Linked DNA regions of Astyanax mexicanus: region 2 is linked to region 1. A link is a contact called in public Hi-C data. All regions are on one chromosome and are shown on one strand. The core of a region is the stretch at or near the end of the contact, and the rest is flanking DNA. Distances in the headings are between cores, read along the strand shown. Region 1 overlaps loxl2a (lysyl oxidase-like 2a). Region 2 holds the start of loxl2a (lysyl oxidase-like 2a).

Evidence for each region. A called contact is a pair of places that touch in the nucleus more often than the background predicts.
Region 2: a Hi-C map of muscle shows a contact between it and region 1, with 11 times the contacts expected there. The contact joins the promoter of loxl2a here to the enhancer-like site in region 1. A contact is called at or near these places in 2 of 3 Hi-C or Micro-C datasets (both in muscle).

The regions. Positions count from the first base shown.
Region 1 is chr20:21,787,689-21,790,630 of AstMex3_surface, forward strand. loxl2a (lysyl oxidase-like 2a) reads right to left here. Exons shown (of 14, transcript XM_049468656.1): 9 at 299-464. Among protein-coding and RNA genes, the nearest start is that of LOC103047729, 25 kb to the left of the region's middle. Within about 2 kb of position 1,558, the one cell type or tissue checked has an H3K27ac peak away from gene starts, as active enhancers do.
Region 2 is chr20:21,835,296-21,838,248 of AstMex3_surface, forward strand. It overlaps loxl2a (lysyl oxidase-like 2a), which reads right to left and starts at 1,553. Exons shown (of 14, transcript XM_049468656.1): 1 at 1,381-1,553.

The DNA.
Region 1 (2,942 bases), core at 308-2,807:
TAATCACTGAGTTGTTGCTGTAAGTAGTTGCTACGGTGTTACAGATGTTTGCTATGCAGTTGATAAGTAGTTGCTGCTGTAGTTACTATGCAACATGCAAATTGTTACTATGCAACAGCGTAGCAGGTGGTTGTTAGGGTGTTGCTAGGTTCTGGTTTAAAGACTGGTAGGTGCTACTCTTTGATATCTGATGGTTCCTAAGCAGTTGGCAGGTTTGTAAGAATCTGACAATAAAAAATATGGACACAACAATAAAACACAGAATAAAGGATGTGATTAAACAGTGTGAGGGTCTTACTGTGAGAGCAGGAGACCCCCGCAGCGAAGCGTCCGCCTCCTTTAGGGCAGCTGACGTGTTTACCGTGATGGAGACACTGAGACAGACTCATCTCAGTACCAGAACACCGGACCCCGCTCATCACCACCCCGTCCGCACTGACATCACCGGGCCAGTACCACGTCTCCTACACAAACACACACACACACAAAAACAGATTAATGATAAGGGTTAAATATGAACTTTCACCTGATTAACCACTAGAGGGAGCAAAGCTATAACCTTAAGTAAAGAACAGCTGTTAGAACATGCAGTCACCACTAGAGGGAGCTATAACAGCACTTTATACCAACTCAACACACTGCTGTAACCATCCTGTACCTGTCTGTATCTGTACATACATATGTCTGTCTCTCTAACAGTATGTCTGTATATCTCTCAAACAGTCTGTCTTTCTCTCTCCCTCTCACTGTTTATCTCTCTAATGGTCTTCCTGTGTACCTCTTTAACAGTCTTTCTATCTCTCTAACAGTCTGTCTGTCTACCTTTGTAACAGTCTATCTCTCTAACATTATTTCTGTATGTCTATCTCTCTAACAGTCTTTCTGTTTACCTCTCTAACAGTCTGTCTTTCTCTCTCCCTCTCACTGTTTATCTCTCTAATGGTCTTCCTGTGTACCTCTCTAACAGTCTTTCTATCTCTCTAACAGTCTGTCTGTCTACCTTTGTAACAGTCTATCTCTCTAACATTATTTCTGTATGTCTATCTCTCTAACAGTCTGTCTGTTTACCTCTCTAACAGTCTGTATATCTCTAACAGTCTGTCTTGCTATCTCCCTAACAGTATGACTGTTTATCTCTTTAACAGTCTGTCTGTCTATCTCTCTAATAGTCTGCCTGTATATCTCTAACAGTCTGTCATGTTTTCTCTGTAACTGTCTGTCTGTCTACCTCTCTACCAGTCTGTCTTTCTATCTATCTAACAGTATGTCTGTATATATCTCTAACGGTCTGTCTGTCTCTCTTATGGTCTGTCTGTATATCTTTAACAGTCTGTCTATCTCTCTAGCAGTCAATCCGTCTATCTCTAATAGCCTGTCTATCTATCTATCTCTCTTACTGCCTGTGTGTATATCCCTGTAATTGTCTGTCTGTACATCTATCTGTCTGTCTCTCTGTCTATGGTTCTGTAATAAATGTAGTTCTGTCCAATATTGCTGTATATGTGTATAATGTGTGTGTGTGTGTGTATGGTGCGTGTGTGGTGATGACTCAGCCCCCCCTGTGTGAAGCTGGCAGCAGCATGTATAAACCCTCAGGGGGGTGCGACAGATTTTCCATATGCTCCGTCTCTCCCTCTCTCCCCCTCTCCCTCTTTCCCTCTCTCCGCTCTGCTGAAACACTCTGCTGTGCTGTGTCTGGCCACGGATTCGAGTCCAGACTTTGTTTAAGGATTGACTCCATGTGGACTTCCTGTCTGTGTGCATGTGCTGAAAACGTGACCAACAGCTTTAACAAACTCTGCAGTGCCAAAACTATTAGGACACACGTGCTCTTTAAAATCTGATCACTGCAGAACATAGTAGTAGTCAGATCAATGTGTTTACATCAACTTGTGTAATCCGATAATAGAAAATTCCAGTGTTAACGTCAGTCTGACAATAATCAAAATTTTGCTTTGCCGCCAGCCAATAAAATCACAGAATAAGACGTGATGTACACATCAGGTAAAACACACTGAGTGCTGTGTTAAACACTGTGCTCTTATTACTACTACCATGGTATGTTTTACTTTCCATCCAATCAAAACTCAACACTAAACAAACCACTTCTGGCACCAGCCTTTAAATCTAAATTAATGAATAAAAACTGATACTATGTTTTTCAAAAACGATATAGTATTGCAAAACGATTCAATATTGATATTTTGTTACTGTTTATGTAACTGCTGCAGAAATCTGATTATGAACAGATTTTGCGTGCATGTAAACACACTTACTGACGCTCTCACCCTCGCAATCCTTAATGCAATCAAATCTTCCTCACAGCAATGTTCCAGTACGTGAGGAGTAGAGCTGCTGCTGCTGCTCTGATTACACAACCAGCAGAACCGTGTTATTGGATCCTGAGGCCATTATCCCCCTCCCGGACTGAGGGCAGTTTAACACTGATAATGAGACTGGATTACGTCCCGGTCCTGCAGAACCGCTTCAGCGCCGTCCAGTTTCCACTCATAAACGTCCAAATCGACCCCGGCCCGGCGCTGCCATCATTAATACCCTGCCCGCGCTGCCAGCGTCCCGCTAATTATACTACTGCACTGGAATTACCTCAGCACTGCCTCCTGCTGCTGGATTTTAAACCATACCGTTCTACTATTAGTGGATTCTAGCAATAATTGGTGGATTTTAAGCCATACTGTTCTACTATCGATGGATTTTAGCCATGATTGGTGGATTTTAAGCCATACTGTTCAACTATTGGTGGATTTTAGGTAAAACTAGTGGATTTTAAGCCATGTTGTTCTACTATTGGTGGGTTTTAAGCCATACTGTTTTACTTTTAGTGAATTTTAGCTCTAATTGGTGGATTTTAAGTCATACTGTTCTAATTTTAGTGGAATTTAGCCATAATTGGTGGATTTTAATCCATACTATTCAACTAT
Region 2 (2,953 bases), core at 303-2,802, 48 kb after region 1:
ACTGTACCCTTAAACTATCTTCTCTCTACCACACTATACCCTTATTCTACCTCACATCATCCTCACTCTACCTCTACCTCACCCTATCCCCACCCTATCCTTGCTCCAACACACTCTACCCTCACATCATCCTCACTCTACCTCTACCTCACTATACCTCACATCATCCTCACTCTACCTCTACCTCACTATACCCTCACTTTACCTCACATAATCCTTACTCTACCTTACATTATCTTTACTCTACCTCTACCTCACTCTACCATCACTACACCTCACACCATCCTCACTCCACCTCATATCATCCTCACTCTACCTCTACCTTACTCTACACTCACTCTACCTCACATCATCCTCACTCTACCACACTCTACCCTTACTCTTACTCTCACTCTACCTCACACTACCACACTCTAGTCTACAATGCTAGATCTCACTCTACTTCACACCCTACCTAACCCTAAATCACTTTACCTCACAATGTCTTGTTATTCCTTGCTCTACCTTACTCGCCCTCGCTCTCCCTCACACCCTTTCTCTTACACAGTCTCGTTTTACCTTGTCCTATCTCATTTTACCTCACTCTGCCTTACTCTACCTCACTTAGCTTTACTATGGCTTGCTCTGCCTCACTCTACATCCAGTCTTGTTATGTCAGATGAGCACAGCCTGCAGTGTAAAGAAGTCCCTTTGTTGCTGCACATGAGTAAATACAGTTTGAGTTGTCAAGCTGTTATTCACACCTCTATCGCAGCTCTTTTAATATGTTTACTATAGAAACCAACAACAATAAAAATATGAATTAGCGTACAGCCCTATAATATTGTTGTTTAGCTGAAAAGGTGATTTTTGTGTGGTCTTTAGGCTGACAGAGAAGCTAAACTTTACATTGTTACCTCACTCTGCCTCCAGTCTAGTTAGGTCATGTGACTGCAGTCTGCTGTTAAACGTTGGTGTTTAATGTGAAAACTCGACATAACAATAAAAATATTACTTTAGGGAGCATATCACTCATAGCTCTGTTTTAGCAAAGTACAGAAAGTGAGTTAAATATACAGGAATGGTCCAAATACCAACATCATTACTGTATGAATACCAACAGAGTTCTCCAGCCCAGTGCTGAACAGACTGTGTAAAGGAAGGAATGCAGAGATACAACAACGATCTACACATCTGCACAGTTTCATCTCTGAAGATCAGCCCAGAACATTGTTCCAGCAGACCTTTAGATCAGCTTCTCACAGAGAAGACAGAGGTTCTTCTCTACAGTCTGAATTCCTACAGTGTTTCAGAGCCCAAATTCCCCCAAAACATACAGCCCAACACACAGTTTACCCAGCAAACACTGAGCTGCAGAAAGTGTGTGGAGTCCAGACTCACCTCTGTAGCTGTAGGTAAAGCTGAAGCTGTAGTTGTCAGATGTAGATCTTGTAGATGAAGCTGCTGTAGTGGTTGATGTTGCTGTAGATGTAGTAGTTTAGTAGTTGTTGGAGTTGTTGGAGTGGTTGGAATGAATGTAAGCTGCTGCTGCTGCTGCTGCTGTTCCTCCAGCACTCCCCCTCTGCTCCTCCTCTTTTAACCCCTCACCCCGCCCTCTGCATCCATAACCACACCCACAGCCACACCCCCAAGCCCCCTCAGAATCTTACCAACTTATAAGGAACAGCCCTTTCCTTCAACATCCAGCAGAACTGACACATCAGATCCAAAACCCTGCAGAAGCCATCCAGAAACATCAACCAGCCTGCTGGGCTAATATTAGTAGTAGTAATAAAATAACTGATAATTTATTATACACACACTGTATTACCATGCACTGTTAGGTGTGTAACAAAAAGGGTCCATAACCCATGATCTAACTTTTTATTAAAAAAAATAAACTAAAAAAAATTAGACACACACTGGGGTGTATAGTTAACTTGATCTGAAGCACCACATCTTTTTACATAGTAAATAAATACTGAAGTAATCAAGACTATGAAGGAACACATAAGGAATCCTATAGTAACTTAAAAGTGTTAAACAAATCAGAATACTCTTTTAACTTGTGGTTTCTGAGGCTGGTAACTCTGATTAACTTATCCTGTACAGCAGGGGAAACTCTTGCTCTTCCATTATTTTCTGGGGTGCCAGTTTCATCATTTTTATGATCATGTTTTTGATTGTCTTTGCGGTGATACTCTAGCCGCTAGCAAATAAATCCATTGTCTAAAACCCCTTACTGTAGAAAAAGTGTAGAATCCTGGCCAAATAGATACTACTATTTTTTATATATATATATATATTTTGCTGTTTAGCTCCATATTCACCCCATTCATTTTTGACTCACTCATGGGCTCCCTCTAGCTCTATTTTGCAGTTATTTTCTTATATAACTGCAGAGATAGGAACTGGGTAGCCTCCCCATAATCAAGCAATTTTCTTTTGCGTTTCGCGTTGCCGAGTGCCTGCACCGCCCCCTTAGCATTTTTGTGTGTACTGCATCCTGTGTACATGTTACAGTCATTTCTAAAGACAAGCATAATCAACACACTAAATGGATGCACAATAGAAGAGGAAAGCCATTATTCTTACAGTCATTGCCAGAACAACAGTTTGGAATGTCCTGAAGAAGAAAGTCGTCACTGGTGTATTAAATAACAGGTGATAAACAGGTAGACCAAGGGAAATTGGTCTACCTGTAGTAAAATCAGCAACCACCCCCAAAAGGCAGGAGTGAAGGTATCACTTTTCACAGAAAAAAAGACTTCATGAACAAAAGTACAGAGACTTCACTAAAATATTAAAACCATTATTAATGAGGTGAGTAGGAAGTATAGAAAGAATAGGAAGTAGTATAGGCCTCACTGTTCCACTACCTTTGGAGAGAACTGTATATGTAGATGCTTAATGAGTGTTTAATTCAGAGAATCCAGAGACATTCAGGGGGAATGTAGACAGGACTGATGGTAAG